Linked DNA regions of Mus musculus: all the other regions are linked to region 2. Evidence: chromatin contacts called from public HiChIP or PLAC-seq data. All regions are on one chromosome and are shown on one strand. The core of a region is the stretch at or near the end of the contact, and the rest is flanking DNA. Distances in the headings are between cores, read along the strand shown. Region 1 overlaps Micu1 (mitochondrial calcium uptake 1). Region 2 holds the start of Dnajb12 (DnaJ heat shock protein family (Hsp40) member B12). Region 3 overlaps Micu1 (mitochondrial calcium uptake 1).

What was found. HiChIP or PLAC-seq counts read pairs in DNA pulled down with a chosen protein or histone mark.
Region 1: an H3K4me3 HiChIP or PLAC-seq map of embryonic stem cells shows a contact between it and region 2, with 13 read pairs. The contact joins the enhancer-like site here to the promoter of Dnajb12 in region 2. A contact is called at or near these places in 1 of 39 promoter capture datasets (hippocampal neurons), 1 of 484 Hi-C or Micro-C datasets (CD4 T cells), 4 of 115 datasets of contacts at active chromatin or transcription factors (all in embryonic stem cells) and 3 of 9 other capture datasets (adipose tissue, liver and pancreatic islet).
Region 3: an H3K4me3 HiChIP or PLAC-seq map of embryonic stem cells shows a contact between it and region 2, with 19 read pairs. The contact joins the enhancer-like site here to the promoter of Dnajb12 in region 2. A contact is called at or near these places in 1 of 15 datasets of contacts at CTCF or cohesin (embryonic stem cells), 7 of 484 Hi-C or Micro-C datasets (embryonic stem cells, muscle stem cells, myocytes and 2 more), 3 of 115 datasets of contacts at active chromatin or transcription factors (bone marrow-derived dendritic cells, embryonic stem cells and epiblast stem cells) and 2 of 9 other capture datasets (adipose tissue and liver).

What each region holds. Positions count from the first base shown.
Region 1 is chr10:59,751,146-59,755,435 of GRCm38.p6, forward strand. All of the region lies in intron 5 of Micu1 (mitochondrial calcium uptake 1), which reads left to right. Among named protein-coding and RNA genes, the nearest start is that of Gm17059, 47 kb to the right of the region's middle. Within about 2 kb of position 2,601, at least 16 of the 459 cell types and tissues checked have an H3K27ac peak or open chromatin away from gene starts, as enhancers often do. A contact at or near this core is called in embryonic stem cells, where this site is marked.
Region 2 is chr10:59,876,953-59,881,017 of GRCm38.p6, forward strand. Dnajb12 (DnaJ heat shock protein family (Hsp40) member B12) reads left to right here and starts at 2,631. Exons shown (of 9, transcript NM_019965.3): 1 at 2,631-2,858. The coding sequence starts at 2,726.
Region 3 is chr10:59,792,512-59,797,081 of GRCm38.p6, forward strand. The region is part of intron 8 of Micu1 (mitochondrial calcium uptake 1); the gene reads left to right. Among named protein-coding and RNA genes, the nearest start is that of Gm17059, 5.5 kb to the right of the region's middle. Within about 2 kb of position 2,775, at least 15 of the 459 cell types and tissues checked have an H3K27ac peak or open chromatin away from gene starts, as enhancers often do. A contact at or near this core is called in embryonic stem cells and liver, where this site is marked.

The DNA of each region.
Region 1 (4,290 bases), core at 1,351-3,850, 130 kb before region 2:
GAAGAAAAGTCTATACAGGGTCAGCATGGAAGGAAAGGGCCAGGTTTGAAAATATTTCTTAATTAAATTATAATTATACGTTCTTTCCCCCTTCTTTCCCTCCCTTCAACCCCTCCCATATCCCAGGCCTCTCTGTTGCTGGTCTGTGGATGTATAGATGCATACATATGTAACTATAGTCTGCTGGCTCTGTGTAGTCTGCTTGTATGTGGATGATGTCAGGGCTGACCACTTGGGATTGGATAACCAGTTAAGGGGCTCCTCCCTGTGGGATGACTGAATCTCCTCTTTCAGCAGGCCTTAACTGCCTGCAGCTCTCTGCTTAGGGGTAGAACCCTGGGAGATTTCTTCTTTCCTGAAAGCTGGCCTATCCTTTATCATCTTGCATTTCAGAGCTGTCTACTCAGAGGTCTTAAGTAAAGAATGCTGATGCCTATAGCTGATACTGCTTGAAGAGTATGCATTATAGAAGAATGGTATTTTTAATATTCAGACTAAGATCAAAAGTTCCAAAGCTTCAAGTCTTTGATGACTTCAGATTTTCTCTGATGATAAATTTGAAAAAAACAAAAACAAACAAACAAAAAACCCTTTTACAGCATTGGATAGCTAACAGATCCTTTTATAAACAGCTTGTCTCCGCGGGTAAGGGTACGATGGGGCAACAAGCCTCCTGACCTGAGTTCTCTTCCCAGAATGCACCTGGTGGAAAGAGGACTGACCCCACAGGCACACCAGCCTACACAGAACATATATGAAGCACACACATAAAAAGAAAAAAAATGTAAAAAATTCTTTTAAAAACTAATAATTTGTTAGTACTGTTAGAAGTAGTGATGATATAGCATATGGAAATACAGGGGATTTTATTACACCCCTCCTAATATACATGTTTTCACCCAAGATTTGTTGCTATAATCATTTCATGTACTATACATTATTTTTTATTAAAAACTATAATTTCCACTTGATGTTTTTAGCATCTAGTAATTACCCTATAAAACAAAATATTTATTTCCAAACAGAGCTTTATTTTACAGTAGTGTCATGTGTCTAGTCTTAGTTGCTGTCTTTAATTGGTATGACGTATTTTGTGTGTTTTCTAGTCTTTGGGTCCCTTTGTGTCTCACTCCTCCTCCTTGGCAATCTAAATATAGAGAGATGCACCCTGCACTTTCTATTCCTGTGACATGAAGTAAGCACACGCCTGGAATCAGATGCGGTCACGTTCCCTTCAGACATCGAAGGGGGGAACTTCATGCTGCGGATGTGATCGCTTCCTGAGCAGGGATGCAGGGATGCTGTGGCCGAGCTTTGATGTCACCCTGGCCTTCTCTCCCAAAGATGACTAAGTTCTTATCCTGTTTCAAACACAGCAGCAGCAGCAGATTCCCGTTGAAACAGACCATTCACCATCGTCCCAAGTCTCGTTCCTCTCCCCTCCCTATCTTTCCAACCTTCCCTTTCTCCCTCATCTCCTTCTTTCCTATCTGTCAGTCAGTCTGTCTTTCATGTTTATGATAGAGATCGAACGAGCCTCTTGCATGTAAAGTGTATGTGCTCTACCACTAAACTGCAACCTCAGCCCCCAAAGCTCTTTAAAGGTTATTGACACGCCACTGGGTTCTCCCCGCCCGCAGGCTTCCACTGCGCTCTGTTGACTGTTTCCGTGGCTGTACGAGGCACTGAAGTATTATGAAGTCCCACCTGTCAATCGATGGCCCTAACACTTTCACCCTCCCACCTCTGAGAGACTTAAAATCAGTCAAGTCCACATTCTATTGAATTCATATATGAATTCAGGTCTTACTGGTGCTAAATACAGATAAAAATAGGCAGAATTTTAATATTTTTGCTTCTGATTTATATTTTTGTTTAGCCACCAATGCCATCTATAATAGGATATATCCCTTATATTTTCTGTCTTTTACAATAAGGAAATTTTTAAAAAGGAAGGCAGGAGAAACTAGATTCCAAAACAATGAATGAGCTTGTGGACAAGGCTTCTTGAAGCCTGAAGCTTGCACAGATATTTTAACTAGTATTATTGGGGTATGAATGGAAAAATGAGGACGTGACCCTCCCAGGTGTGGCGGAAGAGAAGGTTTTTTGTAGCTATGGAGGAGGGTACAGCCAGAGGCGCCTGGGAGAGTCCAGACTGAACTGGGCCAGGAGAAGAGGGTAGGGGTAGGGGCTGTGAGAGAGACAGGAGAGAGGAAACCAAGAGAGAAAGAACACATGGGACCGTGGGGAAGGAAGCAGGAAGCCGAGACCCCAAGAGAAGAACCAGACCAGAAAGCAAGCCAGGAGACACAGAAGACATGTAGGCAGAACGGCTGAGCTGTATAGGAAAAGGGACTGGGGAAGCAACACTCAAGGCTGGGGAGGTTTAAAGTTGGGGAAGGGGTACACTAGCCAGGATGACTGTGACGGGTACTTGTGAGTACAGACTTGGGTGGGCGGGCAGTCGGCTTTGCTATGTTAAACAGGCAAGGTTCAAGGCAGCCTAGTCTAAAGAATGAGTTCCAGGCCAGCAAAGTCTACCTAGTGAGACTTCCTCTCAGGGAAAAAGGAAGGGAGGGAGGGAAGATGGGCGAGGGAAGGCAAAGTCTTTGCATTGTTTGCTTGTCTGTCAGGCACTATCCGTGCTGATACATAATTGCTCATTCCATCTGTAGCATCATTTCCCGGGACTGTGCATTTTACATTTTACAGTTAAGAGGATAGGCAAGCTAGGTCACGAGACAGGTCACACAGTAGGGGGCCCGTGGAGCTGTCCTGAGTGCTGTATTCTACTTTCATATGCCTCTTTTAGAATTTGACCTATTCGTAAATAGTGTTAATCCCAAAGATGTGAGAAACACTGCCTACTCAAATCATCATGGCCAAATTAATTAAAGCAAGCAGTTAATTAAAGCAAGCTTTTTAAATGCATGTACATGAGCTGCCTCCCCCTAAGGCGGGGTGCAACAGGTCAGCCTTGGACATGAGGAAGACAAGATATTTATAGCTGAGGGGTAAGAGGTTCCAAATGGGGGATTTGACCACAAGATAGGTGGAGTTACAGGAGCAAAAATAAGGTGGTCACAAGAACATTTTAAACAGAGGTAGGGTTGCAACATGGCCATAAAGTAATCATAGCAGGGTGTTCATGACAACAGGTGGCCATAATAACCTTTTAAAACAAAGGCATGGTTGTCATTTCCTGGAACAGGCAGGACAAAGCCCTTTGTAGTTAAGATTACAGGTGGGGCATAGCCTAATCCTTGAGAAACAGGGAAGGAAGGAACCTAATTTGTCATAACTAAAAGATGGCCTTTAAGCCTAAAATGAAGGCAGACTGATTCATTAATAGGACTTTTTTCTCATCAAATGTTCTTGCCTTATTACTATTTGAATAAAAGTAACAATAGTGTGCTCTGCCCAGTTGTTGGTGGTGATGGTTTTTTTTGGTTCGGGGGTTTGGTTTGGGATTTCAGAATGGTGGATTTTGAGGCGATTGCCCAATCTGGTCTTAAATTTGAGCTGTTCTGCCTCTGCCTTCCAGATAAAGCACAGTTAGAAACTGATAATAAATGAAAATTTTTCATTTCAGGAAAGAAAATATGAAACATGCAAATTTAATAACTGGATTTAGAAACTAGAATCAAGCTGTTCTGTGTCCCACTGTGTCATAATGTGGTCAGCTGGCATTTTGGAAAGTACTGTCTGTCTGTCTTTTTATTGCCCCTGTCACTCTTAAAGTGATCTATCCATGTGGTGTGTAAACTGGATCCCTTCTGATGGTAATCAGGCCATTTGAGTAAGATGTTGTTTCTGTCATGGACAAAACCAGGCATTCTTCTTGCCAGTAATGATTGGCTGTGGGGGATAAAGCATCATTTGAACAGGACTGGTTATGATAGCCTTTTCTTTTGAGCAAAAAGCTCAGAGGGTAATTGAATTATTACAGTGAACCCAGGTGCTGAGTCAGCATTTCCCAGATCCTCTGGGTTGCTGGGGTAGCTCTGTGCTAGAATGTGTGCTTCAGCCTGGGCACGGCTCTGAGTTCAATCCCTGAAAACTTGCTAAAATTTCCATTTTTTCTTCTTCCTCAGAGATTTTCCCATCTTCTTTTGTACTCAAAGGTTTTTAAATCACTTTCATGGTCTTTTTCTTACAAATTAACTTCAGTTATTTTTTTTCCACACAGTATCACTAACTAATAACGAGAACGAAATCTAGCTTTGGCGTGTGACCTCTTTCTTTTCCAAGGCATTTATTTCCGTGGTGTGCGCTCCCGCATCTGAT
Region 2 (4,065 bases), core at 1,381-3,880:
CCCGACTGCTCTTCCAAAGGTCCAGAGTTCAAATCCCAGCAACCACATGGTGGCTCACAACCATCCGTAACGAGATCTGACTCCCTCTTCTGGAGTGTCTGAAGACAGCTACAGTGTACTTACATATAATCAATAAATTAAAAAATCTTTTAAAAAAAATGTTATAGTGAACTGAAGAGATGGATCAGCGGTTAAGAGCACTGGCTATTCTTCCAGAGGACCCAGATTCAATTCCCAGTACCCACATGACAACTCACAACTGCCCATAACTGCTGTTCCAGGGGACCAGGACACTCGCATTCAGACATGCATGCAGGCAAAACACCAATGTCCATAAAATAAAAATAAATAAAATTTTTAAGATAGAGAAAAAGAGAAGACATGGTCTACATGCTCTTTAAAAGAAGAAAACGCTACAGAACACCCCGTGTTAAGAGCACACAGAGCCCCTTGGGAACACACTTGAAACAATTGCATCAAAGATAGAGAAAAAGAGAAGACATGGTCTACATGCTCTTTAAAAGAAGAAAACGCTACAGAACACCCCGTGTTAAGAGCACACAGAGCCCCTTGGGAACACACTTGAAACAATTGCATCACAGTGAACGCAGCGGCTCACACCGCCAGCATCTCTCCGTGCTTATATTGCTTGGCCTCGACATAAAATTTCATCATGTGAAACCTTCCTCCATTAGAAACATCCACTTCACTTGGCCCCTAAGTGACTCATATTTCTTCCTTCACACCACACTTCAGTGTACTCTCCTCTCCTCAAGCCCCTCTCCCTCCGACCCTCTGAGTAATGGAGGGCTCTGTAATCCAGCTCCCCTCTGCTCCGCACTTACATCTTGGTGTATCTAATCCCATGGTTTGCTTTAAAAGCATTCGTGACTGGTAAGACGGCTCAGCAGTTAAGAGCACTAGCTGCTCTTCCAGAGTTCAATATCCAGCAACTACACGGTGGTTCACGACCATCTATGAAGGGATCTAATGCCCTCTTCTGACATGCAGGTGTACATGCAGAGAGGGCATTCGTACATTTAAAAAAATTCACATCCGTTGATAATTTTCAAAATTAGGATTCTGCTCAAGCTTCTTGTTCTGTTATTTTTGTCTTGGTGGAAAGGGGCATTGCTGGGGAATTAAAGCCAGGGTTTTACACCTTCTAAGCATGGTCTCCACCGTCAGCCCTCCCTCCGTCTTCCCTACACCGTATGGTTGCACAATCCCGATTGCCATTCCCATCGCCAATACATCCTCCCTATATCAAACATCTAATATTCAAACTTCTCAGAGGGAGTTCCGACCCAGCTAAGTCTCCATGGCAGTTCTCCCAACACTCACCCCTCCTCTTCCCCTGCCCACCTCCTTTCCAACCCTGCTCCATCCCTCCCTCTACCCCTGTGACTATTTCATTTCCTCTTCTCAGTGAGATTCAAACATCCTTTCCTGGGCTCTTTTTGTTACTTAGCTTCTTTGGGTCTGTGGATTGTAGAATGGTTATCCTGTACTCTATCTATGGCTATAATCTACTTATAAGTGAGATACCATGTTTGTTTTTCTGAGTGTGGATTATCTCACTCGGATGATCTTTTCTAGTTGTGTGTGTGTGTGTGTGTGTGTTTATATGTTTTATATGTTTATGTTATATATTTATGCTTTATATATATGTATATGTGTGTGTATCTGCAACTCGATGAATATATATTCACCGAGTCTCACTTGATTATAACAGCTGCTCTTTAACTTTTGTTTGTGTCTGTTTCTCGAGACAGAGTTTCTCTTTGTACCTTTGGCTGTCCTGGAACTCACTTTGTAGACCAGGTTGGCCTTGAACTCAGAGTCCTTCTGCTTCCCAAGGGCTGGGATTGAAGGCTTACACCACCATCGCATTGCACCCTTTAACATTCATTTGGTTTATTGTAGTTTCTTGTGAAAGACCATAGTGCAAGGGCTAAGAAATAGCCAGGAGATTTAGCCTAGTGGAAGTCATTGGCAACCTTCACTAAGTTGCTGTCACTTAAGTGGGAGGTAGGCTGAGCTGCATCCTGACTGGTGTGACTCTGTAGTGACTCCTGTAAACTCCTCCTTAATCCCCGCAATAACTCACAACGAAAATCCTTATGCGGAGCCTTTCCATCTGTTATTTCCTCCAGTCGAACCACCCTTCCTCCAATCACATGTTCCTGTTTCTTTAGAGTTCAGAGCCTGTAAAATGAGTTTCTGATATATTAAGCTATCTTAAATGGTAGCCCTCCCTTCCATCCCTCTACTTTTCGATATTTGCCTTGACTGTGTCACTATCTGAATGTTTCCGTTTACTTGACTTCTCCCCACCCACGAAAGCTCTGTGAGGACACGGTTTTGTTTTGATACCACTGCCACATCAGACAGCAGCGTCTGACAATCGGTAAACATCTGTACGATTCACAGATAGTCGGACTGGAACGCAGAGGCTACCACCCGAACGTGCGCGCACACTCAACTTCAGCATTTGCGCTCTAGAGCGCCCGCGCGTTCTAGCGCCTCCGAACCGAACGCCCCTTTCTTAGGAGACATACGGTAGGGCTTCCGCCCGGGTTCAACCCTCACTCAAATCCCGGGAAGGAGGGGCGGAGGGTTATGTCATCCTTCCGCGCCGGCCTGCCCCGCGACGCGCCGGCGGCTGGCGCAGCCCTTCGCTCGCCCGGCCTCCCCCTCCCTGGTTCCGTGCTCGGGTTCCGCCATGGAATCCAACAAGGATGAAGCCGAGCGCTGTATCAGCATCGCCCTCAAGGCCATCCAAAGCAACCAGCCCGAGCGGGCGCTGCGCTTCCTGGAGAAGGCGCAGCGGCTCTACCCGACGCCACGAGTCAGCGGTGAGTGGGAGGCGCCGCAGGGACCGAAGGGGGCATTAGCACGGATCGGGGGACCACGGGAACGGACCGACGGGAGCAGTTGGCGGAGGGGGGAGGGGTGGCGAGGCGCGGCTACGCCTGCGCACTGGCGCGCGCGGGTGCTGCTGGGATTCGTAGTCCAGCGGTGCCGCGGTCTCTAGGATGCTGGCCCCCTGGAGACCCCCGAGGGCCCGGCTCCCAACCCCTTCCCAGTGCTTGTGGAGGCCTCTGGAATGTGAGGTTTCTGGGAAGGAGACGCGCTGGGAGACCCGGTGAAGAGGACTCTTGTGGACGCGAAAGCGAACTACTTCTCCCAGAGGGCTGTTCGGTGGCTCAGGGCCACTGGCCGGCCTGGGAAATATTATAGTTCAGGAAAATAAACATAACTATTCTAAGGGAGAATGGGTTCTAGAGAGGGAAGGAATTCATTCGCTCCAATCAGAGAACCCTTAGCGAAATAAGACATTCCAACTCGCAGTCCTTCCTGCAGTCTCTTGAAAGCGGTGTTTCGGAGTGGATGGATTGTTGAAGATCCCAGTGTCAGCCACCCTATCCCACCTTCTTCCTCAGCAAGCCCGGGTGGCGGGTCTTATGGACTGCTACGGCTGCTGAGCTCCAGGTAGCTAATAGCCTAGGTCTGAGACCTCCCAACCCAGGGAGGGAATAGTGATCTTGTCTTCGCTACCCAATCGTCTCACTTTACCTGGTAACCTCCCCCTCATTTTTGCGTTTGTAACCGAAGTGACCAAAGAAAATTTTAATACCAGCTGGGAAGGAGAAAGACACAGGATTTGTTTCTGTGGAGTTAGTAAACTCTCTGACATGTAGCAGACTTTCAGAATTAAGAGACCCACATCTCATCGTGAGCTTGGGTTTCCCCATCTGGAAGTTCAGGAAGTTGGAACAGATAATGTATATAAACAAGAATACCCATAGTGCTTTTCTGTGTAGAAAGTTCTTTCTCGTGTGTTTTGCCACCTGATCCTGTAAAGTCAGGAAGACAGAACACCACCCTTCTATCTTCTCAAGATGAGGAACTAACTCATCGATAAGCGTCTTAGGATGTGACACAGCTAGAAAGTGGAAAACCCTGAGATTCCATACGTGTTTATTAAAATGAAATGAAGACGCAGCAGCCAGCCTCTCACCTTCCCTGCCCAGGTTTGGAGTGCTGACCTTAGAGGCAGCT
Region 3 (4,570 bases), core at 1,525-4,024, 84 kb before region 2:
ACCACAAGCCAAAAGCTTTTCTCCCTCAAGTTGTTTCTGTCACGTTATTTAGCTGCCATAATGGAAAGGTAAGCCAAAGCCCTAACACCGCTCTCTCAGAAGATGGCTGCATTCAGATACAGTCAGATACAGTACTGGAGCAAGTAACTAGGTTCAAAGAAGGCCACTAGATGGGTATAGATCCATCTGACATTTGCCTTTATGAGAAAAAAAAAAAATGGGCACATCAAGAGACACCAGGACACACATGCACAGAGAGGCGATGATGGAGAAGCAGTCTGGGCAGCCACCCACCCACAAACCAGGCAGAGGGCCACACGTAGACCTTCCAGAACACTGACAAAATGGGTTTCTGCTGTTTAAGCCACCCAGCTACAGAATATTGTCCGGGCAGCCCTATCATACTAGCGCAGGGCTGTGTGCCCGACAGCTTCCTGCCAGCGCTGTGTCTTAGTGTCCTTACAGTGGCATCTACTGTCACTCTGCCTCAGACAAACCACAGGCAGCTGCACACAAGGCATCCCAGCTGAGAGACCAAAAGGCTGTTCGTTCACTTTGAAATCGTTTTCTGAGAAGACATCTGGAAATGGCAGCAAGCTTTGTTTTTATGAAACACTTCTAATTTCACTTTTCCAAGTTTGGGTGATTTCTCCCTTCACTGAGCATGAAATAAAATCTCATCATCACTGCTAAGAGGCAAGTGGAGATGATTAATAAATCTCAATACCTTTGCTGGGGCTTTATAATTCCATCGTTCTTCCTGTCTCTTACTAGTTTATTCCGTGCCTTGTCTCCTTTAAAACTTGAGATGGAGGAGATTTATGGTTCCATTTATCTGCTCTTTTCTGCCTTTTTCTCAGAACAGCAGTTTTGAGAATAAAGGAAGTTTGATCCATCACTCTGCATTTCCAGAAGGCTGAGAGGAGGGGACGCCTGTGAATGTTATACAAGTGGCTGCCTCTGACCCAGGCACTTTGCATATCTTAACTTTTTATTTGAGACAGGTTCTCTTGGCTAGCCTGGAACTCACAGAGACTCTGCCTCCTGAGTACTGGCATTAAAAACCATGCACCAGCTGGCCTTTCTTTCATTCTCATCAGCTCTATCAGAGTCCATGTGATAGAGGAGAGGACACACCCATATCACAGGTGGAGACACTGATACTGTCGACAGCCACAGCTGCTGTGTGGTAGTGTCTGCTCGGAGCCTGGTACCTTCACAATTCCTCTCAGACAGAGCTATTTCTGTTCCTTACATGATTGGTTCTCGGTTTGTTTTGTTCTTTTTAGCCTGTGCTATGGTTTCTATGGGACTCAACACAGTTTAGATTTTAGGGGCTGAAAAGGACCAAAGTTGTAGCATTTGGCCTTCTCCAGAAGTCCGTTTCTGGTTCCTTTGCTACCCAGGTATCACTCCCAGGACAGAGAAGACTATTCTGTTTGTTACCCAAGCCAGCTGCAGCATCATGAGAACGATCACCTGCTGAGCTCTGCCCTGTCTGAGTGCTCTTACACTCTGACAGCCTTTGTCCCATTCCTCCCCTCTCCCTTTCTCTATTTGAGAGCAACAGCAACAAAAACACAGTTTTAAAGAAGTGATGTAAGAATACAAAGTTGCTTCCTTAAAACTCTTTTTTAGGTTAAGAATTCCATCTAAGGCTGCCAGAAATGAGTGAGCAGGGTTCCTTGGAGACAGGTGCCGAGTCTAATTCCAGTTAATATATTCATTGATTTCTTGAAGACTGTAGCAAGAAAGATGTCAATCAAAATGAAAGATACTAGAGAATTCTTTGAAAGATTATGGTTAATTTTAATTTGGGGGAAAGGAACTGTCATGTCAAAGAAAGTAAAAAACTAATTTATGCAAGAATAAAGACTAACTAGAACATACAACAAAGAAATTATGAAATGAGTTGGGGGTCTGTGTGGATAGTGTATAATCAGCCAGTCACTTAATGACTGTCTTATGTTTCTGGGCAAATATATATATAGAGAGAGAGATTACCTTGTTTAATAGGGAAAAAATCCTAAAAGCAGGGCACAAAGAAATGGGCTAACTATTCACCACTATCAATAAGAATAGAGAGACCCAGCAAGTGGCTCAGAGAGTAAAGATGCTTCTGACCTGAGTCCAGCCCCAGAGCCACATATAGGTAGTGCGTAGGATCCACTAAATCCAACTTAACTCAAACACCACGTCAATGCAGACGACAAAAATTTACTGTAATCAAGCTGCTACTGATTGATCCGGGCCACAGAACAGACTTGGGAGCTGAACTGGGACCCTAGAGAGAAATTACACAGCACATTTAAAGGATGAGACCACGCAGCGAGAGGGAGCGGAGTGGGCTGTAGCATTGTCCAGTCATATTTTGACTTAAGGGGTTGAGCAAGGGAGTTTTCACCAATCAGGATAGGAGTCGGTTCCTGGGCCTGGAACATGACCTTGTTTGACCCTGCCAGCAAGATGGAGAGGTTGTCCTTGAGATGTCTGGACTGGGACAACTTTTTCCTTATAATGTAAGGGTCCATGCTTCCCCGAAGAATGAAACCCCAGACTCAAAACAGTATGAAAGCGCAGAGTGTTTTATTCTTCAGAAGTCCAGCATTCTCCCATTACCAGGATAGAGAGACAATCACGTGAGCCTGAAGAAGGCTCGCTTTAAAACACATTGGAATTCTGGGATAGATGACCTTTGTCTTACTCCACCTCTAGACTTTCTGGAACCATTTTCAAGGTGTGAAGTCTGGAAACTGCTGCCGACCCATTGTCTTTGCCTCGGGCCAGGTGGTGGGCAGCTTTGAGGGCAGGACTTGCCTGGGCTTGCCCAGTTCTTAGAAACTGAGATTTAGGCCTCGTCTCCTGAACTGCCAGTTTGAAGCCTGTCATGGAATCAGCCGAGCCTTCTCACTAAGAGAAGCTGTTCAGCTATTGGGAAGTTCCTAGCTCTCCTAGAACCTGGGACCTTTATTTAGTTTCTCCTATGATTAAATGGAATGTGAAAACAAAATGGTAGCACTTAGGTTAAGTTTCTTTTGCTTATTCCCACAGTGAAAAGAAAGAACTGATTCTACGGGGTTGTCCGATCCCTACAAGTGGGCCATAGCACATGGGCCTGCACATTCGTCTCACACACACACATAATCCAAATAAATAAATTGTTAAGGATTAGAGAAAATGAGATTAATACTTTTTTAAAATTTACTCTTCTAATCTATGAGATCTGGGGATTAAGTTCAAGTTCTTGGGCTTGGTGGCAAATGTATTTATGTACCAGCTGGCTTGCCTGCCTGTTGCTATTGCTTTCAGTGTTGGGTCTAACCTAAGTCTGGCCCAAGCCAGGCGAGTGCTCTGCCACTGTGCACTGTGCACAACACTATAGTCTAGCCCAGAGGGGTTAATTTCAGAGTGCCTAAGGAGCCCCTAGAATCATGTTTGGATCCATCCAAGCATAACTGTGTGTACCGTTTCTTGCTCTAACAGTGCAGGCAGGGATCACATTGCCTGTGAGAGACAAAGGCCAAGTGGTTACAGAAAAGGACGGGGCAGGAAGGCCTCCAGCTGGGCTTGGTTGTCCTCACAGCCTGTATTTGTCTTGGCTTTTGTTTTTGATCCTGGCTTTTTGAGACAGGATTTCTTAGCATAGACCTGGCTGGGTTGATTACACATTTTGTACATCATGCTGGCCTCAAACTTAGTCTCCTGGCTCTGCCTTCCAAGTACTGGTTTGTAGGCACGTGCTACCAAGCTGCCGGGTCCAGAGTTGATTCTTTCTTTTTTCCTCACAATTTATTTATTTATTTGATGTGCATTGGCATTTTGCCTGCTTGTCTGTCTGTGTGAGGGTGTCAGATCCCCTAGAACTGAAGTTACAGGCAGGTGTGAGCTGCCAGGTGGGTGCTGGGAACTGAACCCGGGTCCTCTGGAAGAACAGCCAGTACTCTTAACCTCAAAGCCCCACAGAGTTGACTCTTAATTACATGCAAGCAAACAAAGCAGAGTTTTCATCGGGATTGCTTCTCTTTTACTCTTTTGCTTCTACAAAGCAAAATAGAGATAATAATAAATTTATAGTTTCTTATTCCATTCTCGGTTTTAGCTTGAATTATTCAATAAAAGGTACTTTACTCCTTTAAGTATTTATAACTTTAACAAGCAAAGTACATATTTAAAGGAGGTTTTTTGTTTGTTTATATTTTAAGAAAAAAGACCTATGAGCAGCCTCCTCCCTTGTAAAGTAATACAACTGTTGGTTATAAAGGTAAAGGTATTTTACTAATATTTTTTCTTTGAGGGAAAAAATCTATATACAGTATGACCTGCCTTATTCTTGTCAAAGTGTTGAGAGAAGACCAGAGCAAGCATTTTCTTAAATGTGAAAAAGTGGGCTGTGGTTTTTCACCAGAAACTATGATATTACCACAGCATTACAGACTGTGTGAGGAGGCTGCAGAAGAGACTCGGGATAACAGTCCAGGACGCTTGTCCCAAGGATCTGGGTTCAATTCCCAGGACCCACCAGGTGGCTCTCAACCATCTTAACTCTAGCTCCCCAGGATCCAGTGCCCTC